Linked DNA regions of Mus musculus: regions 2, 3, 4, 5, 6 and 7 are each linked to region 1. A link is a contact called in public HiChIP or PLAC-seq, Micro-C, capture Hi-C and promoter capture Hi-C data. All regions are on one chromosome and are shown on one strand. Each heading gives the region's core, a stretch centred on a gene start, on an enhancer-like site or on the middle of the called end of the contact. The rest is flanking DNA. Distances are from core to core; before and after follow the strand shown.

Region 1 (3,464 bases), core at 549-3,048:
ATTGGCTCTTAACGCTTGCAGGACAGGCGAGCATGGGCTCCTCCGCTGACACACACTTGCACGTGATTTGTACTGGAAGACACACCATCTCCCCTGGTCATCTGTGTTTGTGCCACGCAGTCTGGCCACTGCCAGCCTACAGAAGTCACACACAGACTCTAGACACACAGACAAGTAGCCCCTGGGACTACAAGAACGTGGTGTCGCTGGAACTGCAACCCGCCTGCATATACCTTCTTGCCCTTCAAAACATCCTGGCATGCTCCTTGAATACCTGGCCATATATACACACCATGAGTATATGTTCCCACTCTAAGGTGGTGGCACTTTTAGCACTTGTCGGAAAGGGCTCTGGTTTAGCAAAGGATTGCCATTAGGGACTTGGGGTTGGCCTAGAGAGCTCCCACAGACAGGCCTGGCCAGCAGGCAAGGCTAGACAACCTCCACAAATTCCCTCTGCCTGCCGAAATCTGTCATCTGCCCTGGCCTGGTCCTGCAGATAGAGCTGTGAGGGCCCCTCTAGATCTGGGTTGGTCTGGCTGGTGCCCTCTCAGAGCTTGGAGTCACGGCTAAAAAGAGTGGGGTGGCAGATCAGGCACGCTCCAGGCCTGAGCCTCCGCTACACCATAGCGCAGGGAACTTCGCTGGAGGCGGGACGCGTTCTCGCGCTCGCGCTCCCGAAGCACGCCAAGGTCGGCGCTGCTGTGCCCGAGGCTGACCCGACGGCTGATCCCAACAGGGTCGACCTGCGGTGGCCGCCGCCGCTCCCGCCCTTCCCGCCTGCGGGTAGCGGACCGGGATTCCCCGGGGCACTTCCAGGTTCACGCAGCGGCGGTCCTGGTCTTCGAGACCGGAAAGTTTGCACGGAGGAAAGTTTGGGGCCGGGGAGCCGCGTCTGCAAACGTCCAGGATCCGCAGAGAGGCGCGGCCCGGGCTGGCAGCACGCCCGTCCCTCCCTCCCCTCCCCTGCCCCTCCGAAATTTGGGAGCCCCGCCATTTTCTCAGCCCCGCTCCCATGCGAGGCCTGAACAAAGACTTTGGGGAGACGCCCGGGCCGCTCGGGCCGCCCGGGGCACCCCAGCCGCACGCAGAGCCGCTGCCCACACGCCCGCCACTGCCACCCCGGGGCGGCCGCGCCGCGCCGCGCGCACGGAACGCCGCCCGCCCGTGCTCCCCCGCGCCCCGGGGCCACTCTGCCTCCTGCCGCCGTGTCACCCTGCCCGCCCGCGCCTGCCACCACGCCGCGTCGCCGCGCAGCAGCAGGGGTCCGCTGTCCGCCGCACCCCGCCGCGCGCGTTCGCCCCTCGCCCCCTCTCCACGCACTCCTGCCGCGCGCCCCGGGGCAGCGCCCCCGCGCCCCGCCCGCTGCCCGCGCGCCTGCGGGACCCCGGCCCGGCCCTCCCGGGGCGCGGGGGCGGCGGCCGGTACCTGGGTGAGGCAGTACGGGGAGTACATCGCTGGGCGCCCGGGCGCGAGCGCGGAGGCCGGCCGCGGCGAGGGCAGGCCCGGCAGGCGGCGTCGCGCTGGCTGGCGCTCGGGCTCCGGCTCCGCTGCTCCGGCCTCTGCCGCGCGGCGCCCGCCCGGCCCGCGGCCCCGCTCGGCCCGCCGCCGCTCCGCGCTCACAGGCTCGGCCCCGCGGGCTCCGGGCCGCCGCCGCGCTCGCCGCTGCCTCTCGCGTCCGCCGCCGCCGCCGCCGCCGCCGCGCGTCTACTCCATGCCGCCGCCGCTCGGCCGCTCGCCCTCGCCCGCCACCGCCGCCGCCGCCGCCGCCGCCGCGCTGTGAAAGTGAAAGTTTAGACAAAGTTTGGAAGCGGCGCACTCCGGGGAGAGGGAGCGGGCGGGCGGCGCGGGCGGGAGGAGGGGCGCGGGGAGGGGCGGGCGGGGCGGGTGAGCGCGGCCGGCGCGCACACACATGCACACACGCACACACGCACACACACATACACGCGGGGACGCACACCGACGCGGCCGCCCCGACACGTGCTGGCCGGCGTTCGGGCGCCGACACACGCTGACACGCAGCAGGGCTTGGACGGGCACAAATGTCACGAAGGAACGCAGGGCCTATTCCTCATGGAGTCGCAGCAGACGGCGGTGCACACCGGGCACAGACACGAGCAAGAGCCACACACCACCTACTGTCACATGTCGTCCCAATGCAGACAGATGCGGAGAGCCACACTAACATACATGCACGTGCCACACATGTTCCTGCAGAATATTGACACACACGATCACACAACCATATATACCTTGTCACACTCTGGATACACAATGACACACCAACACACAGCCACGCCAAAATATCTTGGAAGACAGCTATGGCAACCCAGACATGGTGACACTGACACATGGGAGCCCCCATACAAAGGACACAAAGTATCACTGTACATACACACACACACACACACACACACACACACACGTTATACATTGAGTTGGCCAGATATACCCCAGACCTAGGGCACACTGATCTACAATCCTGATAGCAAAACAGCTGGCAGGTTCTGTAAAAACTCTCTCAAGTATAACACGCATGCATGCGCGCGCACACACACACACACACCACCCTTACCCTTCATATGTCTCCCATAGCTTTGCACATGTCCTGGGACTTAGGAACATTATTTGTATTGTGGTGATGCTCCAGCCCATTGCAGGCCCAGGATTCCCCATTTCCACTGCAGATGGGAATGAGGTGGGGTGGGTTGGCATATGGCATCTGTCTGCAATCCCTGCACTCAGAAGCTCCAAGAGAAAAATTATAACTGAGCTGTAGACCAGCCTGAGCTACATAGTTTGAGGCTGGCTTGACCTGTGTACTGAGACCCTGTTTCAAAACACACACACACACACACACACACACACACACTCTCTCTCTCTCTCTCTCTCTCACTCTCTCTCTCTCTCTCTCTCTCTCTCTCTCTCTCTCTCTCTCTCTCTCTCTCTCTCTCTCGCAACAGAGAGAGAAAGGAAAAGTCTTCACAGAGAGGGAGGGAAGAAAGAAGCTGGGAAGGGGGTACTGGAAACTCTGAAGTAGGACATAGAGAACTGTTGGGTGACTCTAGGTTGATGGGAAGACTGTGCCCCAGTCCCCAGGCAGATCCCACCAAGGTAGAGCTCCCTCCTATTGCTAGGTGCAGCCAGCACCTTGTCAGTCCCCACCCCCACCCCCCAGCCAAGAAGCTGTGGCAATTCTCAGCAATGCATTGTCTGGCAGGGTGGTATAGGAGCCCAGGTGTGCGTGAGTGAGTATGTAGGGGCTAGGAGGTACAAGGATGTGTATGCATAAATGTCCCTGAATGCTATGCCCCTCGTCCCAAACCTCTGAGATGGGGGGCAGGCGATGCGCCTGGGGTGTCTGGTGTGGGTATGAGCAAGGCCAGTTTTGTGTGTGTGTGTGTGTGTGTGTGTGTGTGTGTGTGTGTGTGTGTGTGTGTGTGTTCAGTATATTCTGAGTAGTG
Region 2 (3,464 bases), core at 575-3,074, 830 kb before region 1:
CTCCCTTTGCTTGCTCCCCTAATTCCAGTCTCAACTAGTTGTACAGTTTGCACCACAACCTGGGGGTCAAAGCCTATTTTTCTTTGCCCATTTTTTTTTTTTAATTTTGGTTCTGTTTTGTCCAAGCTTAAGTATGCCAGCTGTTCAATAGATGGCGGCCAGTGATTTTTTTCTCACTCTGACCTTGACCCACAGGCATAGAGCAACATTGTGACCCAAGGACACACAGAGCCACAATTTAGATAATTTCACTTAGCTGTGGCAAAACTCCCCAAATCAGAGATGGAGTATTTGTCTGTTCAGCCAACTCGCATAATCCAGAGGAACCGTACTTTCTGGCAGGGTACTTTCCCCCTCGGGGACTGCAGCTGACCTAGTAGCAGGAGTACATATAGTTATTGGCTTAGAAGCTGGTTGTGCATTGTTGAGCAGTGAGTCTATAGGTATATGTACCTCAGAGTCAACTACCCTTTGGAGTCCAGGAGAGGTAGCTCATCGTCCACTCAGCACCGTCCACCCAGCACCGTCCACCCTGGCCACCCTCTATTACAGAGCTCTGGTGAGGGTAGGGATAATTTGTTTCCAAGAGTACATTTAGCAGTATCTGGAGATGTTTGTGTTGTCCCAGGCAGCAGACAGATGGAAGAGTACCAGCATCCAGAGTGTGAGGGTGGGGTTCTGATATCAACCTAGTGTGCAGGAGACCCTCCAGCAGAGTGCTCAGGCCCCTGGTGTCAGTGGCAAGGTGGGAAACTGACCACGTTCTGACAGTGCAGACTTGAAAGAACACCGAGTGAGGTTCTAGTTCAGTGGTACAATGCTTACTTCGCAGGGAGTATGCATCGTGTTCAATCCCCAGCATTGCATAAAAACAAAATTTAAAGATGAGCATCCAGAAGGAAGGAGAACGGCTCTCTTCCTGCCCAAAAGGGGCAGGTTATGTTGGTCATGTCTAGGCAATGGAGATTAGTTAAGAGCAAGGAACTAGCCTGACCGAGCCTCCATAAAATGGGAGTATGGCAGGCCCAACGTGCAAGGTACAAGAAGTAATGCACTTGGCTGGCGTCCGTAGTTACTACTTTTCAGGGGCCTAGGGTTGAGCCTTAGCAAAGAGTGTAGATACTCTGAGTCTCCTCCCAGCACGCCCTCAGTTCTGGGTCCAACATCCCCTTGCAGCTCCAGTTGTGTCGCGAGCAAACCAAAGCGGACCCCGAGCTAGTTGGGTCACGGCTGCCCAGTGTCGGGCCTCCTTATGAATGACACCGAACGGCGCCCGGCGACCCTTGACCCTCGGCGCCAGCCCGCCCCTCCCCCCCTGGCAGGTGGACAGCCGCTGCGCCGGCCCGCCGTGGCGTCAACCTCTGGCCCGTGGCCGCTGCCGCACTGGGCAGGGGCGGGAGACTGCAGCGCGCACATTGCCGCACGGGCGTCCGCCGGGCCGCCTCCCGCACCTCGCAGCGCCTGCCACCCAGCCACCCTCCAGCCGCCGCAGCCTCCGCCCCGCCCGCTGCCCGGGCCGCAGCCTGAGCCGCTGCCCCGCCCTCTCACCCCGGGACTGACACTAGCCGGGGCCGCCTGTCTCCGCCAATCGACGGCTTCGCAGGGGCAGCCCCAAGCCCTCTCGGGCTTCTCGGCCAATCACGTGCGTTCGCCCGCCCGACTGCGGCCTCACGAGCCCGTGAGTGGCGGAGAGTCTGCAACTCGCGTCACTCATCCAGGAGCCTATGGTGGCGCGGGAGGGTTCCGGAGGGCCAATGGACAGCGGCGTAGGGCTGTCAGTCAGGGAGGCCTGAACCAATGGGCGGTGGGCTGCGGGGGCGTCACGGACAGAGGACTTGGGCTGAGGCTCCCCCGCGGGCGGGCGCAGAGAGACGCGGGAAGCAGGGGCTGGGCGGGGGTCGTGGCGCCGCAGCCAGCGCAGCCAGCCCCAGGGGCCGCCGCCTCCGCTGCCCAGCGCGCTCCGGGGCCGCCGGCCACCTTAGCACCCGCCGCGTCGCAGCTCCGGGACTGGCCCCGGCCGCGACGCCGCCGCGATGGGCAACGCCGCCGCCGCCAAGAAGGGCAGCGAGCAGGAGAGCGGTGAGTGCCCGGCCGTCACCCTGATCTTCACTGCGTGCGGCCTGCCCGCGCAATGCCCATCACTGCATGGCCCCTCCCCCATATGCCCCCCCAATCTTGTCTGCCTGCACCCCTGCCTGCTGCCTGTTCACGTTGGGGTCGGATCACCGCAGAGATACTTTGCCCCCAGTAGGGCCTGGTGCCCATGGCCTACCATCCCCCACTGCAAAGGCCGTGCCCCCCCACCCAGCTGTCACTGCCAACCATTGCATGTATGACCGCCGGGGCCCCAGATGAGGCCCTGTCACCACACCAACCCCTCTTCTCCTAGTCCCTTTCTCCAGATTCTATACCCCCTCCCACTTCGTCACTTACCTTTCCCACACAGCGCCCCAATGCCTGACCCTGATCCAGGCTCCTGCCAGTTTCGGGAGTGCTGTGGGGTCCACGCTGCAGGGACCTTGGCCACTTGGTGACCACACCCCTCCCCCTCCAGCCCCCGCCATCTTTCTCCTACCCCTGCCCGATTCACCTCATCACAGCTCCCACCTCCAAGCCACCCCCACCCCCATGAGCATTTCCCGGGGCCACCTCCTGCATTGTTTTTCCCTTCTGTGTCACTTGGCATGGGGGACAAGATCTTTCTGGGTCCCTCTGCCCCTCTCATCCTGTCACTCCACCTCCTCCGTGCATTCGTCTGGCCCTGGCTGGGGTGGCAGACTGTTTATGAACCTAGAGAGCTGCTTCTGCGCTTCCTTATCCAAGTTGGAGCTGGTCTTGCTCAGAGCCATTACGTCTGTCCTTTTTCTTGGGTTGCGGGTGAGGTAAAGCGGCAGAGCACCCTCCTGGCCTACCCTGAGGTCTGGGTTCCTTAGAAGGCCCCTCAATAAATGGTCGTTTCACAACTGCGGTTCTGTCGTTCACCCAGCCCCTGGGGCTGGTTTGAAACTGCGGATGAAATGAATAGCAAAGGCTCATTCCACTGAATGGGGATGGTCAGAAGAATTGCGCGCATTGGGGTAACGCCATCCAGCAATAGGTGACAGCTAATGATTTGGTTTGCTTAAGACAGATGGATTCTGTGCATACCGAGGGCTCACCCAGAGGGAGGTATATCCACACACACATACACACACCCCCCCCCCAAAAAAAAAACCATGCTGAATTTTTCTAGCCAGGGAAAAAAAAGTGATTCTATATTTGAAATTACTTCAGAAAGGGCCTTGGGCCCTGTCCCCCAGTGCTTCATGTCTCAAAGTGGTGTCACTCCAAGCTAAAGCTGTACTGCAGCTGAGAACAGCTTCCAGTTACCCAAAAAGGAGGCTCTGATCAGCTGTGCCCTTCTCAGTGTCTGAGTCCCCCGAATGCCACTCAAGAAGCCCAAGAACTTTCTGCCCCTCCCCCCC
Region 3 (3,464 bases), core at 517-3,016, 800 kb before region 1:
CCGACCCTAGCACTGGATACTAAGGATGAACGAACAGTAACGCCAACCTTCCCTTCCATGCAGCCCTACCTGGAAAGGGAGATTTTATGACCTGTACAGAGGGCTGCTTGCCAGTGGGGTTTTTTTTTTTTTTCATTTAAATTAAGTTCCACCAGTGCCTCCCACCCTCCAAACTGTCCCACCCTCCCCAAACACCCTCCTCACTCCCTAAATCCATTCTGATGAGACCCGGGTAGCCAACTGACCCTGTCAAGGAAGGAACTGGGCTTGGAATCTCGCCCTGAGCTGCTAGCCTCCCGGCCCCCCTTTCCAGTGGTCTCATGCCAATTGTCCTGTGCATCAGCCCCCTTAAGAAGCCTCCCCCATCCTGGGCGCCTCGCTTCTAGCTTAGCTGTCAGCTGTCCATCACCTCTTGCCGTGCGTCCCCACTCACTGCAACCCCAAGTCTGATTGTGCTTTTTCTCTCAATAGAAAGGTGGGGAGCTGCTGGGGAAATTACCCCATTTATCCCTGTGTTTATCCCTCTCGTAACTTCTCCCAAAAAGGAGGAGCTCTCAGGCCTGGGTGGGGGCCCCGGGTGGACGAGGGGGTCGTTCAACCTGTGTGCTTCGAAGGATGAGACTTCCTCTTGAACAGTGTGCTGTTGTAAACATATTTGAAAACTATTACCAATAAAGTTTTGTTTTAAAATAAAAGTGTCGCTGGTTTTCCCGACTTCGATCACACCCTTGGGGTGTTGGAAAGGGAATTTCGAACCTCAATGTCCAGGTTCTGGAGACCCCGGCCTCGGGACCTTGGAGAAACCAGGTTTGGCTGGAATTCCTGTACTTCCTCCGCCTGGCCAGAGAAAGGAGGGGTGGGGTGGGCAAACTGTCCTTTGACCCTGAGTTCGGGGCCCTCAAATCTGCTCCCACCCCTACTTCGGTCTAGTCCGGGACAGAGAGGGCACTGGAGAGGGCCACTCGGACCGGTTCGGCCAAACAGCAGCAGGATTAGCAGGGTAGGAGAAAAGGGGAGCCCCGCGCGCCCCCAAGCCCTCATGTAGGCGCGGCAGGGCCGCTGGTGAGGTCTCCGCGGCTTCCCAGGAGCGAGGCGCGTCCGGCCGCGGCGCGGCTAGTTCCCGGTAAGTGCGGTCCCGAGAGCGCTGAGCGCGGAGAGGCGTGGAGAGGGGGCTGGGCGCCGAGGACGTCTGGGTCCCGCGCCCAATGGCTGGAGGGCGGCCGAACGCCGCCCGCGCGCCCCGCCCGCCCCTGTCCCCTCCCCCCTGGGCTCCCCTCCCCCTCCCCCGCCCGCCGCGCTCCCCGCCCCCGCTCCGGCGCCAACTCCGCGGCGCCTCCTTAAAAAGCGCGCGGGAGTTGTAAGGGGGGGCCGGAGCGAGCCGGAGTGAGCTAGAGCGACGGGTACACGGGGCGGGCGGGGGCCCGGGCTCCACCTTAAAAGCGGGCGCGTGGGGGTGGGAGGGAGCGAGGAAGGCGGGCAGCGGGGGAGGGCGAGCAGGAAGGGGGGCCGGAGTGTCCCGGGCGCAGGGCGCGCGTGCGGCGGCGGCGGGGAGGGGCCGGCCGCGCCGCGCTCCCCTCCTCCCTCCTCGCATCCCCGGCCCCGCGCGCGCCCAGCAGAAGCGGGGCTGTTGTGTGCGTGCGTGCGAGTGAGTGAGTGTGTGCATATTTTTTTCCTCTTTTCTTTCTCTCTCACTATTTTTTTTTCTGTCTCTCTCGCGCGCTCTCCTCTCTCTCGCTTTTTTTTTTTTTTTTTTTTTTTTTTTTTTGCGAAGAAACAGCAGCGCCGCCGCCGCTCCGCCGAGGCGCTGCGCCCCCCGGGGGGAGGCGGAGGAGGCGGGCAGCGGCGGAGGGAGGGGAGCGGGGAGGGGGCGCCGCGCTGGGAGGGAGGCAGCGCGCACCGTGCAGCCGGGCCGGGCGGGAGGCATGGCGGGGCCCCCGGCCCTACCCCCGCCGGAGACGGCGGCGGCCGCCACCACGGCGGCCGCCGCCTCGTCGTCCGCCGCTTCCCCGCACTACCAAGAGTGGATTCTGGACACCATCGACTCGCTGCGCTCGCGCAAGGCGCGGCCGGACCTGGAGCGCATCTGCCGGATGGTGCGGCGGCGGCACGGCCCGGAGCCGGAGCGCACGCGCGCGGAGCTCGAGAAACTGATCCAGCAGCGCGCCGTGCTCCGGGTCAGCTACAAGGGGAGCATCTCGTACCGCAACGCGGCGCGCGTCCAGCCGCCCCGCCGCGGAGCCACCCCACCCGCCCCGCCGCGCGTCCCCCGCGGGGGCCCCGCCGCGCCGCCGCCCACGCCCGCCCCGCCGCCCGCGCCCGTCGCCGCCCCGACCCGGGCGCCCCGCGCGGCCGCCGCCACAGCGCCCCCTTCTCCCGGCCCCGCGCAGCCGGGTCCCCGGGCGCAGCGGGCCGCGCCCCTGGCCGCGCCGCCACCAGCGCCCGCCGCGCCCCCGGCCGCGGCGCCCCCAGCCGGCCCGCGCCGTGCACCGCCGCCCGCCGTCGCCGCCCGGGAGCCGCCGGCGCCGCCACAGCAGCAGCAGCCGCCACCGCCGCAGCCACAGCCGCCGCCGGAGGGGGGCGCGGCGCGGGCGGGCGGCCCGGCGCGGCCCGTGAGCCTGCGGGAAGTCGTGCGCTACCTCGGGGGCAGTGGCGGCGCCAGCGGCCGCCTCACTCGCGGCCGCGTGCAGGGGCTGCTGGAAGAGGAAGCGGCGCGAGGCCGTCTGGAGCGCACCCGCCTGGGAGCGCTCGCGCTACCCCGCGGAGACAGGCCGGGACGGGCGCCGCCGGCCGCTAGCGCACGCGCGGCGCGGAGCAAGGTGAGCGCACCGGGCAGGTGCGGGCGAAGTTGGCGGGGACCAGAGTCCCGGGAGGGAGCGGGACGTCAGGTGGCCGGGATTCGCCCACGGTCCCCGTGGACTCCGAACGCGGTGGTCTTGGTCAGTGATCTGATCTGCGGGAGCCTCAGTTTCCTCGGCTGTAAACGTGGATTGCTGACAGTAGCGACCCCTGGGGGTAGTTGAACGAGTTTAGTAAGACTTGGCTATTGAGGGCTTTATTAACCCAGAACCTGGCACGGAAACGACAGCACAGCGTAAAAGTTACTCCGTGTTGTTGTCAAAGGTGGCGTCGGACACTGGATTTCATCTGGGACTAGAAGAGCTCTAACTCTGCCTGCTTCTTTCTCTGGCCCCAGAGAGGTGGAGAAGAACGGGTGTTTGAGAAAGAAGAGGAAGATGAGGATGAAGACGAGGAGGAGGAGGAGGAGGACAATGTATCTGAGGGCTCAGAAGTGCCCGAGAGTGACCGCCCCGCAGGTGCTCAGCACCATCAGATTAATGGAGAGCGGGGCCCTCAGAGTGCTAAGGAGAGGGTCAAGGAGTGGTCGCCCTGTGGACCCTACCAGGGCCAGGATGAAGGACGGGGACCAGCACCTGGCAGCTGCACACGGCAGGTGTTCCCGATGA
Region 4 (3,464 bases), core at 703-3,202, 760 kb before region 1:
ATGCTGTCCCATCCTCTGCAGAGAGAGTAGGAAGGAAGCCCAGACACTCACCCGGGTCCATGTTTCAGCCTGGCATTCCTTGTACCGGAACTGACAGATGAGAACTTTCTGCGGTGGCCACACGGGCGGCGCCCACTGCACAGTGGCCTCCAGGGTTGCTTCCTCAGAAATATCCACTTGAGAGAAGATCTGGGGTGTGTCTGGCTTCACTGCAAATGGGAGGCCAGAGTGCACTGAGCTCAGGCCTTCAGCCACCCTCCCACGCTCCCTGCACTATGCCCCCCCCCACCCCCGCCCACGCTTCATTACTTTGGGTCTCCAGGTTCACAGAGACAGAGGACCACAGAGGCCGTCCCTTTTGTGTCCCCCAGATGAGGAGTTTGTCAGCCATGGTGAACTGTTCCCGGGGAATGGTCACCCAACTCTGTTTGGAAGGCACCTTCACCTCCCAGACTCTATTGGGATGGCTGTGAGGAGAGATTGGGAAGAGATGCTCGTTGGCACAGCCTAAGCCCCAGGCTAAGCTTCCAGCCCTGCACCAACTTCATGCCTCACCCTGCTCTGCTTGGGGTCTGAATCCCTTGCTCTTAAGTCAACACCGTGACCTGAGGAGAGTGACTTAACCTCTCTGTTCTTCTTTAAAATGTATGCAGTACACCTACTTTCTGAAAGAACTCAACAGTGGGCCGGGTGACTGACAGTTTACACCCGACAGTTCACAGCTGTCATCCCAGCACACAGGAGACGAAAGCAGGATTGTTAGAGGCCAGCTTCACAGGGTAAGACCCTGTCTCAGAAAACATGCTGTTCCCCGGGGCTCCTCCCAAGGTGCTTTTTCTTTGTCCTTTACTTAGCGCAATTGAAATGAAGTTTCCAGATACACTCTCCCCTGGACCCTGAACCCCAAACCATACCAGAACCAGCTATTGTTGTTGTGATTACAAGCGCTACACTGACTTTTTTTTTTTTTTGAGACAGTTTCTTACAGCCCACGCTGATCTCAAACTTGTTGTGAAGCTGAGGTCGCTCTTGAACTCCTGATTTTCTTGCCTCCATCTTCCAAGAGCTGTGTTTGCAGGTGTGTGTCACCATGCTGCTTAGAGTGAACTCAGAAATTCAAGTTACCTGCCCGATGTCGTACAACAACGATATTAACCTGCTTTCTAGTGCTCAGCAGTTTTTCTTTGCCATGTGCCTACCGTGCTGATGGGCAGAATCAATCATGGCAGGCCTGTGCCGTCATTACTGTGGGGGTGGGGGTGGGGGTTGAGAGAGGGAAAGTGGTCAGACCTGAGTTATGCCATAAGGGAATGAGTGGGCTAGCCTGAGGGTTGTGAGAGTGTGGACCGAATTCTCAGTAGCCGGACTGAGGGGCGGGCGGTGATCCTCTTAACAAAATTCGCTTGAAATCTGAGTGACCACTTTCCGTCCTCAGTTTCCCCTAGACCACTCCAGGGTACTCACTATTTCTGACTCTGGTGATACAGCACAGGTGGAGTCTCCAGGTCGCCCAAAGGTTCCCAGGAGCAGTTCAGGATTCCCAGGGGACCGACGCTGTAGCACTGCAGTGGACCTGGACTGCCTGCAGGGGCGCAGAGAGCCGAGAGGACCGTGGTCAAGTTCCCCGGGGCCTGAACTTGCTGGACTGTGGATGCGTCCATCCTCTGGTACAGTGGTAGTGCAGTACCGGAGCGCAGGGCCTGGCACGTGCTGGGATGGCGCAGAGGGAGTCCCGGGCCCCTTTCCGACCTGCTACATCCTGTTGTCGCCCAGTTCCCGATGCCCTACAACTGTGACCCCGAGCCAGCCACTCACGAAGCTGCTCACCGTGGGGCCGCGTCCCGAGCAGCAGCGACATCAGCGACAGCAGAAGCTCCAACGGCGTGAGGCGTGCAACCCGGAGCCGGTTCATGGCTCCCAGGGACAAGTGACACCACCAGGCTTGGGGCTTACAGCCTGCGGGAAGGAAGCCACCCCGCCCCTGGCGGGAAGTCCCCAAATCCGCCCACCCCCAGCAATGATACGCACGCGTGCAAATGCTCAGAACTGAACCTTTATTTTATGTGGTGAGGAAGTCTGAGTACTGAGGACCAGGGGCTCTGTTTTGGGGTGGGGGGGAGGTTAGCCAGGGACAGTGGCGACAATTAGGGCCGGACTGAGGGTGGAGGTGGGGCAGACTCTAGTGTAGCCAGTTTAAGAAGATGGGCATCTGGTTGCTGCTGGGCTGCTGGGGGTGAGGTTGTGGCACGGAAGAACTCAGCCATGAAAAACAAGTTTCTGTTTGGCTGGATAGAGGAGGGGCCGGCAGCAAGGTGGGGAAAGGTTGGCAAGTAGTGTATGCATCTTGGCAGAGGGTCTGTAAGGAGACAGTGGACCCCTTGGTGCCTCGCCTGTAGGAATGCTCTTGAACATCGCACAGCTGACAGCAGCTTGCAGGCACGGCCCGCTTCTCCATTGCTCAACCCTGATCCTAGCACAAGCTGCTAATTTGGCTCTTGCTACAGCCCCACTCGCAGCAACTGCTGGAAAGGCCAGCCAACACATCTCTGCTGCCCCGAACCACTCCAGGTGACCCTTGCCAGCTGGCTCGACCACCGTAGAAAGCCTGGGGGGATTTGGTTAGGGCCAGCCACTCGCTGGAGCCCACCGCTTCATCCAGCTCGCTGGCCAGGTGGTCTGTATTGGCTTCTCCATCAGCGAAGAAGTCCCCTGCAAAAGCAAAGAGGAAGAATCAGGGCTTAGCCCACTTACATCTCCAGTCTGGAGGATCAAGGTTGCGGTTCTGAGTTTGATTTCATCCCCTCGAGGGTTCAAATGCTGGCTCTGTTGTCAGTTTCAGTGCTAAGCTGGACTTTCCTGTCACTGAGTTCATGCGATTCTTTATTTAATGTGGACGGCGTAGATGAAAATATGCATTTGGGAGCTAGGCTCCCTAAATCAGAATAGTAAATGACATTACTTCCGTCTCCCTCCTAGGCTCAGTTTTCTTTTCCACAAAGCAGGGGAGGGGGAGGGGAGATAATAATAACTTCTACTTTTTTTTTTTTTGGCTTTGTCAGGAGTATCAGACTGGATGCCCGCAAAAGCACAATACTATGGGATACATGAGGAGCACTCAAGTGAACACTGATCATTTATTGACCGTCTTGTTTGCTTTACCGAATTCACTTCTTCCAGCCTCTCAGTGACAGCTACTGAGTTTGCTGCTGTTGCCACCTACTTACTATTCACTAATTGGGACCCTGGCTCCTCATCAGGCTTGTGTGAGGACACAGCCATTTAGCCATAGAGCTACTGTTTTGAGGCAGGCACACTCCTAACCTGCGCATGCATCCATCTGTCTGTCCATCATTCACCACCCACACATCTCTCTTTCATCATCATCTTCTTCCTCCTCCTCCACTCCGTTTTTTGGTTTTGCGATTTTTTTTTTTTTGAGACAGGGTCTTAGGCTGTCCTTGAGT
Region 5 (3,464 bases), core at 362-2,861, 650 kb before region 1:
TTTCTTACCTTGGCCTTTCAGTTTCTCTAGGGCCTGGGGCTGACCCCCCACCAAAGCCAGGAATTCAGCCTCCAGCTCCTCCTCATTAATCCCATCCTCGGGGATCATCAGGCCGTCTGGGGAGAAGTCAACCAGCAGACCAAGCTACGGGAGCAACCGGGCTCCAGTTAGACCTTCCATAGACCGCTCAGGCCCAGAGACCCGTCGGGATGCTGGAACCAAATCTCTACGAGGAAGCCATTTCTTGGAGAGACCAGGAGGCTGAGGAAGACACCCTCATACAATAACGTTCTTTATGCACATGGCTCCCCAGCAGCAGAGAACGCACCAGTGTGGGACTGGAAGGTGCACTCATCATTAAAGTGCTAACCCTAACCCTAGTATGTGCAAAGCTGGGTTCCATCCCAGCATGGCAAGGAGAAAAATAAATAAATAAAAGCCACGATGACTATGACAACAGTGGGGGCAAAGTTGAAGAACTGGGTCTTTTTTATAGACCTGCCCTTCTGCTTTGGCTAGTGACCAACAAAATATGATGAGTTACATGAAATTACCCTTTCTATAGGTCCAAATTGGCCAAATCTTAGCAGTTATGCATGGCTTCACCTATTGAGTGAAGCCATTAGTCACAGAGAGCCCAAGAATCCAGCGGCCACACTCCCTCTGTTCTAGCATTTTTCCATAAATAGTCTCAGTAAGTCTTTATAACTGCCCTTTAAGGACTCTTCTAGGCTTCCATTCCACAGGTGGAAAAACTGAGGCTCCAAACTACAAATACATTCAGTCAAATGTACCTAGGTCAGGGGGAACCTGAGCACAGAGCCCTGGGATCCCTGGTTCAAAGATGGGACAAATCAAACTCCCACAGGCCCTGAATCTGGGAGTATGGCTCTGGGCCACAGTCTTGTAGGTTTTCCTGTACACCTCTGGACTGACATTTCTGTCTGGCCAGGTGCTTCATCCTTGTGACCTTGACTAGATAGATCTCTGCGCCTCCCTTATCCTTAGTGTCCTCATCTGTACAATGGGTGTAGAGTGTGGCCTGACCCAGTTAATGCAAAGGCCTGAAAAGCCGGTCTGATTGCTTTCCCTTCCCGGTTGGAAGTGCTGCAGCAACAGGTGTTCCCTGAATCTGGGGTGTGAAGCTAGAAGCTGGATGGCCCAACCCAGTAGGCCATACACCTCACCTCGGGGGCGGGGCGGAGACCAGGGTTCACCTGGTGGCGAGGATCAGGCTTTTCTGGGGGTGGGGCACTCCCCGCGAGTGTGAGGAAGGGTGGAGAGAGACTCTGAGGAAGGGTGGGCAGGTACCCCTCGGTGGGTAGAGGGGCACACACTCACCTGGCGGGCAGTGACAGCACCTCGGCCCGGGGGTGCCTGGGGTCCATTCCTCTTGTGCATCTTCCAGGCTCGAAGCCCGGACTACCAGCCCCTGCACCTTTGCCTTGCCTTGCCTCTTCACCGAAGTCGAGTCTCAGAGCTCGCGCTGTTCCTGAGCCCTGAGTCCCTCCTCCGCGCCCGGCCCCCCGGGATTCTCGAGTTTGGGCCGCCCAGCTTCCGCCTTGGCCTTCAGGAGCGCGGCGGCTGGATTCGTGGGCTCTCTAGTTAAACTACAATTCCCGGCAGTCAGAGCGTGGAGGCGCATGCGCCTAGCATAAAGTAGGGCAGAGAGAAGGCGGAGCATGCGTAAGGTGTGTAGTCGGTACTACGCGTGCGTGGGGCGTGGCCTCACGGGCGGGAAAAAGAGAGAGAGCTGCAGGTGTGAGGGCGCGGCAGTGTGACGTCTGTGGCTCCACACCGCCGCACATCGTTCTGTTAGGCTTTGTGGTGGAGTGGGTGCGGGTGTGGGTGTGGGTGTGGATGCTCCTGCTCTCCCGTCTGTGGCGCAGGTCTTCAGGAGCCGAGTCCACAGTGTCAGGCCTCAGGCCTTCCTGTCTCCCACCGCCAGTTTGCCACGCGGTCCCCGTGACTGCCTATGTGGGTATTTTCTCAGAACGTTACGCCAGTGACCTAGGCGACCTATTCCCCATCAGATCCAGGTTGACCTCGTCCCGACTAAGGACAGAGCAACTTCCATTACTGCTGTGGCCCAGGTTGGTTCTGGCTTGCCATGGGTCCCACAGTCTGAAGACATTGGCCGGAAGCCACTCCTGACGCGGGGTAGCCCTCCTAAAGTCTTGTGTGACTTTGGTGGGTCTCCAGAGACCTCTCTGAAGCTTCCAAGTACCCCATGTCCCAGATAATTAAGCTTTGGGTGTGGGTGGGGGAGAAACGTAGTTGTCTCCAACCCAGAGACTCCAGCAGATACCGTGAAGAGGACGAGATCGTTCCTTCACACAGGGAAAGGGTGTGAATGGCTACCTGGCCATGGTCCAAGGTGGCTATGACCTGTCGCCCCACCCAGTGTCCTGCTGAAGACCAGCTGACTCCCCTCATCAGGCTGCCAGATGGGCCCAGTGGAGGAGGGAGACAGGGTACAGATGGGGACATACAGTGCTGGCAACAGCTGGAGAGTTTGTTTGTTGTTTTCAGATTTCTCAGGGAAAGATAAAATGAATAAGAAGAAACAGCGGAACTCAGGTATTTGGTTTATTCAAATTGGCTTTTTATTTTATTTTTATTTTTAATTTATTTCCAGGCAGAGTTTATGTATATCCCTGGCTGTCTGTCCTAGAACTAACTCTGTAGATCAGGCCTCAAACTCAGAGACAAACCTGCCTCTGCTTCCAGAGTGCTGGGATTAAAAGTATGATTCACCACAACCTGGCCTCAAATCGGCTTTTAAAATATTTATTTGAGGTACTAGGAATGGAACATGGAGCTTCCTGCATGATAAAACACTCTACCATGAAACTACATCTCAGACCCAAGGTGACCTTTTTAAACTTTTTATGATGTTTTTGAGATGGAGGAGGGGATTCTTGCCATGTGGGCCGACTAGTTTTATGTCAGTTTGACCCAAGTCATTTGGGAAAAGGGACTCTCAATTGGGAAAATGCCTCCAAAAGATTTGCCTGTAGCCAAGAGTGTAGTGTGTTTTCTTGATTAATGATTGATGTAGGTGGGTCCAGCTCGTGGGTGTGCTGCCTGGAGGCAGGTAGTCCTAAATTACATAAGAAAGCAGTTAGCTGTGAGCAAAAGCCCGTAAACAGCATTCCTTCATATCCTTTGTGAGTTCCTGAGGTTCCTCTCCTGACTTTCTCTGGTGATGGACTATGATATAAAAGTGTAAGTGGAATAAACCCTTTCTCCCTTGACTTGCTTTTGTTCATAGTTTTATGGTTTTTATAGTTTTTATTCCAACAATAGAAATCCTAACTAAGACATCATGTAGCCCAGGCTGGCTTTGAGCTTATGATCTTCCTGTCTCAGCTTTCCAAGTGTTGGGATGATAGGCCTGCGGCACCAAGCCCAGGTGTTCTGATGCTTTGTAAATGGAATCTCAGTATGGGGCTGCAGAGGTG
Region 6 (3,464 bases), core at 335-2,834, 600 kb before region 1:
GCTAGTTACTTTTGTTTTCTGAGTCTGTTGTAACCCAGGCTAGCCTCAAATTTCTGATCCTCCTGTCTCCGCACCTGAGTACTGCACCATCCCTGGCTTCCACAGTCCTGGTGATTGAACTCCGGCCCTGGGCATGCCAGGCGAGCACTCCACTCTTTGAGCTACATCTTTGTCTCCTGTTTAGTTGACAGAGACAGGGTTTCTTGTAGTCTGGGCTAGCCTCAAACTTGCCATGAAACTAACGGCGGACTTGAGCTCCGCATTCTCTTTCCTGCAACTCTCAAGTGCTAGGGTTATGGGCATGGGCCACCAACTCCAGCTCAGGCGGCCTTGTCTTTATGGAGAGAGTGTAGACATTCCTGGGATTGTCTCTGCCGCCTCAGTTTTTCCATCTGTGAATGGGAACTTTTGGAGATGCAGTGGAACAGAGCACACTCTCTAGTCTCCCATAGGGTGCTGAGGTCTCCTCATATCCTGTGTTGAATGTCCTCAGTGGACATGGAGGTGTGTCTTCCTAGCTGGCCATGGGGAAGGATTGAGGGTGGTGGCGTGGGCGTGAGAATTCTTGGGTAGGGAAGGACAGCATCATGCCGGGCATGGCTGAGTCACACTCGAGCGGCGCCTTGCCTCAGGCTGCTGGAGCTAGAACTGGCGCCACCCTGGGTGTGGCTACTGAGCTGTGGCCCTGGGCAGAGCAGGGCTGGGTGGCAGGATGGGCACATGGGCCTTGAGGGACTCGGGGGAGCAAATCTGGGATGCCCGGTGATACCTCCCTTTTGTCTCCTGTGTACATTTGGGGCTCTGGAACCCTAAGCTTTGGGCCTGGGAATAATAATAATTATCGATCTATTAATAAAAGTTTTTGAGGCATGATCTAATGTAATGTAGTCCATGCTGGCCTGGAACTGGATAAGTAGTCCAGGATGTCCTTGAACTGGTCCTTAGGCCTCCACCTCCTGAATGCTAGGCTTACTTGTGTGCACCATGATGAAGGGTTTCTGCTTTAAGATGGGACCTGCTGACTCCATGCTTCCAGCAAAATAGCCAAGCACTCTCTACCCACAGTCAACTTTGGGGGTCGAGACACAGTCTCATTTCATAGCCTACCGCGGTCTTGAACACATGGCAGTCCTCCTGGCTCAGCCTCCTGAATGGTAGACTGACAGAGACGCCTCACAATGCCTGGCTGGTTCCTGGAAGTTTTGCGGAGTTAAGGGAGTGAGCCAAGCCTTCCAGAAGACAGTGGGTGATGGAGGTCAGCGCTCCTATCTCCAGTCCCAGGCCAGGCCAGGACCTGGGATGAACTTCACCCTGGGAGCACTGATTGGCTTGAGGGGAACCCAGCACCGCAAACAGAATGTTAAGGAATAGAGTGGGGGATCTGGTTGTTGGACTGTGTGGCTGGCGGGCAGCGAGGGTGGGACGTGGCTGTCGTCTTTGCCTATTTATACCAAGTGATTCAGCCCTCCCTCACCCCTTCCTGCGCCCCCTCCACTCGCGGCTAGGCACTAGGCCCACCCACTTGCCTATGCCCTGCCCCCCAACCCGGGCGGGTTGTCTGGTTCCTGCGTGGGGACGGACGTGGAGGGCAGGCATCTGTGCCGCAGGTCGGGTTGGCCCCAACCCAGCCGCCCAGCTCCTGGGAAGAGTGGGCCATTAGCGAGCGCTGGTGGCTGGGGCGGGGGCGGAGCTGGGCGGAGACTGCAGCCCTTGGTATTTTCCGATCCTCGCTGCTTCGCGAGAGTGGAAAGTATTTGAGGATCAGGGTTGGGGACGACCGGAGGGCCTCTGCCCTGGTTCTTTCTTGGGGTTCACTGTGGGTCCTCCAGGGATGCCGAGGGCTTGAAGGCTGTGTGTGCTAATTTAACTGACTGGGATACCACAGCCCAAGGCCCCCCGCCCTGTTTCTCAAGCCCTCCAGCTCCAGGACTTCTGTCCCTTTGAGTCTCCCTGTGAGACTAAGAGTCAGTACAGGGTGTCCCAGCTCCTGGACACCTGCGTGGTAATGCCCCCTCCACGCCAGACACAGACCTCTGGTGTGTGTGAGGATGGGAGTGGCCTTGGCTGCAGCCTTGGGCTCTTTGTAGGGGAAACCCCACAGGAAACCAGCCTGGCCAAATGGCCGCCCTTCCCGTTCTGGTCCCTGGGACGAATATGCTGTCTCACTTCCGGAGGTGATTGGGGAGGCTGGTCAGCCTGTGGACCTGGGCTGCCCCCAGAACCCAAAGAGACAGAGGTGGATTGGGGCTGGAGACTGTGTGTGTGTGTGTGTGTGTGTGTGTGTAAGCACGCGTACTGGGGAAGACACATCAGAATATCTCAATCCTTATTCCTCATTCCTCAGACATCGGTGATGCCAGATCTAGACGTTAAATCCACTGTCCTGCCTGTCACTGCCTGATATGACTGAATGCTTCTGTCCTTGATGTCACCCAGGAACTCTTCCAATTATTGGGAAGTAGAGATTTTCTTTTTTTTTAAGACTTATTTTTTTACTTTTGTGTATGTGTTGGGTATGTGCATGTATGTGTAGGTGCCTAAAGGGTCCAGAAGAGGGCGCCACATGTGAGCCGGGAAACCAAATTCAGGTTCTCAGAAAGCAATATGCAGTCTAAACTATTGAGTCATCTTTCCAGCCCTGAACTTGTTTTCTTTTTTTTTTTTTAAGATTTATTATTATATGTAAGTACGCTGTAGCTGTCTTTAGACACTCCAGAAGAGGGTGTTAGATCTCATTACGGATGGTTGTGAGCTACCATGTGGTGGCTAGGATTTGAACTCAGGACCTTCGGAAGGGCAGTCAGTGCTCTTACCCGCTGAGCCATCTCTCTAGCCCTAAACTTATCTTTTTTAGAGTCTCATGTATCCCAGGTTGCCCTCCAGCTTGCTCTGTAGACACATTTCTTGTTTTTATTTTTATTTTGTTTTTCCTAGACAGGCTTTCTCTGTGTAGTCCTGGCTGTCCTGGAACTTCCTCTGTAGACCAGGCTGGCCTTAAACTTCCTGAGACATACCTGCTAATGCCTGCGGAGTGCTGGGAACATGTGTATAAACCACCACACTTCCTTGATATGGTACTGGGGGTGAAGCCAAGCCCAGTCAGTGTGCTAGGCCAGCAGCTGCCATTGAGCCTTACCCCTTGTTGCTTTTTTTTTTTTTAATTAAAAATTATTTCACCGGGTGTGGTGGCGCACACCTTTAATCCTAGCACTTGGGAGGCAGAAACAGGTGGATTTCTGAGTTCGAGGGCAGCCTGGTCTACAAAGTGAGTGCCAAGGACAGCCAGGGCTATAGCCATGGCTACACAAAGAAACCCTGTCTCAAAAAAACAAAACCAAACCAAAACAACAATTATTTCCGTGTGCAGATGTTTTGTCTGCATGTATGTCTGCAGAGTTCAGAAAAAAGTGTCAGGATCCCTAGAACTAAAGTTGGAGATAGTTGTTAGCCACTATGTAGGTGCT
Region 7 (3,464 bases), core at 292-2,791, 560 kb before region 1:
CTCAGCCCAGGCTTTGTGCAGGACAAGAAGAAGTTAGATACACGTGTGAGAAAGACCGAGGACGTGGGTTCCTAGCCTTCCCTCTGCTCAGCCCCTTATGGAGATGGCATCTTCACAGGGACACAAGATGCTGAAACCATAGCACTGGGTCAGTGTCACAGCCTCAGAACGAGCCTGAGGAAGCTGGCATGACAGCTTGAGAACCTGAAGGGGTCAGCATTACTACATCAGAGATGAAGTCAGCTCTTCAGGATCCCTAAACCAAATTGTTCAGACTCCCAACATCAGTTCCACCCTGGGTATTTCTTCCCCTGTTCCTCCCCTGAGGAAAAAAAAAAAAGCCCCTTCTCTAGGAGGGAAGGGCTGACCTGCCATCCCCTGTAGACTCCAAGGAATGGAGCCAGCATTCGAGGCTGTGTTCCAATCTGAGTTGGCTAGTGACTGGCTGGGTGACCTTGGGCAAGTTTCTCAACGTCTCTGTGCCCCAGTTTCCTCAAAGTGAGAACAACTCCACAAGGGCTCCAGAACCTGCCCAGAGTTCTCTTAGCACCTGGCTGGGCCAAGGCAGATCTGTGAGAGTCCTGAAGACAGTTTTACGGTTCTTCTGTGCATGTCACATAGGGTGAACAGCACGGAGGCCCTACCCAAGGTTTCTACGAGAGAAGGGGGAGTCAGTGATTCGGCTCCTGACAGTTGGCAGATGACTAAGGAGGGATTTTCCGGTCATGAATCAGAGCCTGCTCAGTCCACGGTCAGTCCAAACCCATCCATCCTAACTCAGGAAGAGTTGTGAGGCCAAGAACACTCAAAGTCAGACTGAAAGACAGCTGTATGGGACTGAGAGGAGCCTCGGACCCTTCCCATCTTCTTGGGGGACCCTTAGACAGAGAGAGGGGAATTTTTTCTCGGGACACCACTCCACAAGTCACAGAGTAGGGGTTCCAGGAGCCTCTCTGCCTCTGTATCCCAATCTTGGCTCTGGAATAGCTGGAGGGAGGGGGAAGGGGGGAGGAGGGGCACAGAGCCCTTCCCTCAGTGACCCTGCCTCTTGTCCCACAGTCGGGGATCTGGAGAGGACTGGTGGGCTCTGGAGGCTGGAGCAAAGGGATACAGGGGTGTCATGTATAGGCCCTGCAGAGACGGGGGTCTTCTTCCTGGAGGGTGGGACAGGGAAACCCTACGGCAGGAGTGGGGCAGTGTGGGTCTCTGGGCTGGTGTGTCTCTTGAGGAAGAAAAGAGGTCAGAATAGAGACCCGGAGGGTCGCGGGCAGAGAGGCTCGGGGTGCGGGGCCCGGGGTGGCGGTGTGGGGGGCTGGCTGCTGGGGAGGGGGCGAGGTGTGAGGCCTGGGGCAGGCCGGGGCCTTACCTGCTCGAAGGCCCAGCTCTCGGCCACCCGCTTGGCGCTAAGGTCCAACAACGGCTCGGGGCGACTGCGACGGGCCCCGGTCCCGGGCTCGTCCCCCGCGGGGCAGCCCCGGCTGCGCTTGGCCGCCGGGGGCTCCATCCGGCCGAGCCGGCCGGACGACGCGGCCCCTTTAAGACTCTTCACAACAATGAAGCCGTCTTAGCAGCCGCTGCCTCCTCAGACGAGGCCCCGCCCCCACCGCCCTATTTCTCCCTTTCTATTGGCTGTCCTCAAAGACCCGCCTCCAAGATGCCGCTGTTCATTCGACAATCTCCACGTCCGTCTTTTCTGTGCCATCCAATAAGAGGTCGCAAGAAGAGTCGCTGTCCATCACGGGGCGGTATGAGCCAATCAAAATGAGGGAACCCCACGGCTTGGCCTTGTGAGGAGTTTCGGGGAGGTCTCACGTTCATTCACAACATTCCTTCTCCGCCCCTTTGGGCCGGCCCTCTAGCCTGGCGGCTGGGGCTGCGCCTACACACGGCTTTGTTTACGGAGGGTCGCTTCCGGCCGCCTCCCGGCCGGGGTTGACTCTCTCTGAGCTGTAATGACCCTAGAAACTCAATAACCTCTCTGGGCCACTGGTACAGTTTGGATGCTCTAAGAGCCGACCCGGGCCAGCACAGTCCTTCCTAGCAATGCGCTCGCTGTGGGCTGTTAACTTTACGAGTTCCTCTTGAGCTGCGAGCTAAGACACCCCAATCCTTTCTACGTCTGTGGAATGAACATGAAATTGCCCATTTCGACCCATGAGAGTGTTAGTTTCATTAGATTGGACTTAATGCATGTCAAATCCCCCACTTCGAATCGTTTTTTCCCCCTGACTCAGCTTATATTTTCCACAGTGCGGAAGCCACTCACCATCTTCGTCATTTTTCCACACCCCACCCCCATGACCTAAGAGAACCTTGCGTTTTCCTACCGTCGCGGCCTCTCCAGCATCATTTATTCATCTAGTCCAGGATTAGATGGCCCACCACCCTGCACTACCTCTGAACCCCCCCCCCCCTTCTCTCATTATGTAACCCTGGTTAGTCTGATTGGAGATCCTCTTGCCTCATCCTTTAGAGCTCTTTGAGATACCAGGGTAGGGGGGTTGTTAAATGTCTCTCTGAACTCTGAGCTCCAAGGATCAAGTGTACGTCCATGGGGAGACAAGTCAGCACGTGGAACAGCGCCCAGCGTACAGTAGCAGTTCAGACTAAAACCTGCCAACATAGCTGTGATCCCATTTAGTGTTTAGGATCCTCAAAGCAGGAAAAACCCAACCTGGTCCACAGAAGCCGACTAGCCCACTGGTTGCTTTTGGACAGACCCCTCCCCACCGTGGCAACTAACAGTCACTCATAAGTAGCCTGTGAACCCTTGAAACAGGGCTGCTCAAGTGGGGCTCTTTTGTAGGGGGAAGAACACAATGGAGGAACTGGAGAGATGGCTCAGAGGTTAAGAGCACCGGTCAATGGATCCCAGAAGACTTGAGTTTGATTCCTGGAACCTACATGGCACATGATCGCTGTGACTCCAACTCCAAGGGAATCTTACATCCCCGGCGGGACCCTGTCTCAATAACAGCAGTGATGTCTTAGTTTTCTTTGTTTCTTTATTTCCATTTTGTTTTTGTTTTTGTTTTTGTTTTTCGAGACAGGGTTTCTCTGTATAGCCCTGGCTGTTCTGGAACTCAATTTGTAGACGAGACTGGCCTCAAACTCAGAAATCTGCCTGCCTCTGCCTCCTGAGTGCTGGGATTAAAGGTGTGCACCACCATGCCCAGCCCATGTGTGGGTTTTTTTTTTTTTTTTTTTTTTTTTTTTTTTTTTTTGTGATTGGGTTACCTCACTTAGGATGATATTCTCCAGATCCATCCATTTGTCTAAGAATTTCATAAATTCATTGTTTTTAATAGCTGAGTAGTGCTCCATTGCGTAAATGTACCACATTTTCTGTTTATTTGTTTTGTATTGTTGTTTTTAGGCTTTTTAGGGTAAGATGAGTTGAGTTAATGCAGCAGCTATTCACTTTCCTAATGCTGTGGGCCTTTAATACAGTTCATGTTGTGGTG

The links. Promoter capture Hi-C pulls out the DNA fragments that hold promoters and counts their contacts. A called contact is a pair of places that touch in the nucleus more often than the background predicts. HiChIP or PLAC-seq counts read pairs in DNA pulled down with a chosen protein or histone mark. Capture Hi-C pulls out chosen DNA fragments and counts their contacts.
Region 2: a promoter capture Hi-C map of the HPC-7 cell line shows a contact between it and region 1. The contact joins the promoter of Prkaca here to the promoter of Nfix in region 1. A contact is called at or near these places in 5 of 39 promoter capture datasets (the HPC-7 cell line, cranial neural crest, embryonic stem cells and 2 more) and 1 of 115 datasets of contacts at active chromatin or transcription factors (pancreatic cancer cells).
Region 3: a contact with region 1 is called in a Micro-C map of embryonic stem cells, with 6 times the contacts expected there. The contact joins the promoter of Samd1 here to the promoter of Nfix in region 1. A contact is called at or near these places in 1 of 39 promoter capture datasets (cranial neural crest), 1 of 15 datasets of contacts at CTCF or cohesin (large pre-B cells), 2 of 484 Hi-C or Micro-C datasets (both in embryonic stem cells) and 1 of 115 datasets of contacts at active chromatin or transcription factors (embryonic forebrain).
Region 4: a contact with region 1 is called in a promoter capture Hi-C map of second pharyngeal arch cranial neural crest. The contact joins the promoter of Il27ra here to the promoter of Nfix in region 1. A contact is called at or near these places in 10 of 39 promoter capture datasets (the C10 cell line, cranial neural crest, embryonic stem cells and 7 more) and 1 of 115 datasets of contacts at active chromatin or transcription factors (craniofacial prominence).
Region 5: a contact with region 1 is called in a promoter capture Hi-C map of liver. The contact joins the promoter of Cc2d1a here to the promoter of Nfix in region 1. A contact is called at or near these places in 5 of 39 promoter capture datasets (cranial neural crest, frontonasal cranial neural crest, liver and 2 more).
Region 6: a contact with region 1 is called in an HNF4G HiChIP or PLAC-seq map of pancreatic cancer cells. The contact joins the enhancer-like site here to the promoter of Nfix in region 1. A contact is called at or near these places in 5 of 39 promoter capture datasets (the C10 cell line, the HPC-7 cell line, cranial neural crest and 2 more), 1 of 484 Hi-C or Micro-C datasets (the N1E-115 cell line) and 6 of 115 datasets of contacts at active chromatin or transcription factors (astrocytes, embryonic stem cells, large pre-B cells and 3 more).
Region 7: a contact with region 1 is called in a capture Hi-C map of macrophages, with 4 times the contacts expected there. The contact joins the promoter of Zswim4 here to the promoter of Nfix in region 1. A contact is called at or near these places in 1 of 39 promoter capture datasets (embryonic stem cells), 1 of 115 datasets of contacts at active chromatin or transcription factors (astrocytes) and 1 of 9 other capture datasets (macrophages).

Annotation. Positions count from the first base shown.
Region 1 is chr8:84,798,570-84,802,033 of GRCm38.p6, forward strand. Nfix (nuclear factor I/X) reads right to left here and starts at 1,799. Exons shown (of 11, transcript NM_001371053.1): 1 at 1,429-1,799. The coding sequence starts at 1,455.
Region 2 is chr8:83,971,154-83,974,617 of GRCm38.p6, forward strand. It overlaps Prkaca (protein kinase, cAMP dependent, catalytic, alpha), which reads left to right and starts at 1,825. Exons shown (of 10, transcript NM_008854.5): 1 at 1,825-2,079. The coding sequence starts at 2,034.
Region 3 is chr8:83,995,750-83,999,213 of GRCm38.p6, forward strand. Samd1 (sterile alpha motif domain containing 1) reads left to right here and starts at 1,767. Exons shown (of 5, transcript NM_001081415.2): 1 at 1,767-2,816; 2 at 3,194-3,464. The coding sequence starts at 1,923. It overlaps Prkaca (protein kinase, cAMP dependent, catalytic, alpha), which reads left to right. Exons shown (of 10, transcript NM_008854.5): 10 at 1-695.
Region 4 is chr8:84,040,623-84,044,086 of GRCm38.p6, forward strand. Il27ra (interleukin 27 receptor, alpha) reads right to left here and starts at 1,953. Exons shown (of 14, transcript NM_016671.3): 1 at 1,828-1,953; 2 at 1,465-1,582; 3 at 310-467; 4 at 52-209. The coding sequence starts at 1,912. Rln3 (relaxin 3) reads right to left here. Exons shown (of 2, transcript NM_173184.1): 2 at 2,445-2,709. The coding sequence ends at 2,471.
Region 5 is chr8:84,146,306-84,149,769 of GRCm38.p6, forward strand. Cc2d1a (coiled-coil and C2 domain containing 1A) reads right to left here and starts at 1,612. Exons shown (of 29, transcript NM_145970.2): 1 at 1,342-1,612; 2 at 9-144. The coding sequence starts at 1,401. It overlaps 4930432K21Rik (RIKEN cDNA 4930432K21 gene), which reads left to right and starts at 1,733. Exons shown (of 9, transcript NM_029045.2): 1 at 1,733-2,093; 2 at 2,533-2,580. The coding sequence starts at 2,553.
Region 6 is chr8:84,202,072-84,205,535 of GRCm38.p6, forward strand. No RefSeq gene overlaps it. Among named protein-coding and RNA genes, the nearest start is that of Mir23a, 4.7 kb to the right of the region's middle. Within about 2 kb of position 1,585, at least 381 of the 459 cell types and tissues checked have an H3K27ac peak or open chromatin away from gene starts, as enhancers often do. A contact at or near this core is called in the HPC-7 cell line, the N1E-115 cell line, astrocytes and 4 more, where this site is marked.
Region 7 is chr8:84,235,501-84,238,964 of GRCm38.p6, forward strand. It overlaps Zswim4 (zinc finger SWIM-type containing 4), which reads right to left and starts at 1,542. Exons shown (of 14, transcript NM_172503.3): 1 at 1,367-1,542. The coding sequence starts at 1,504.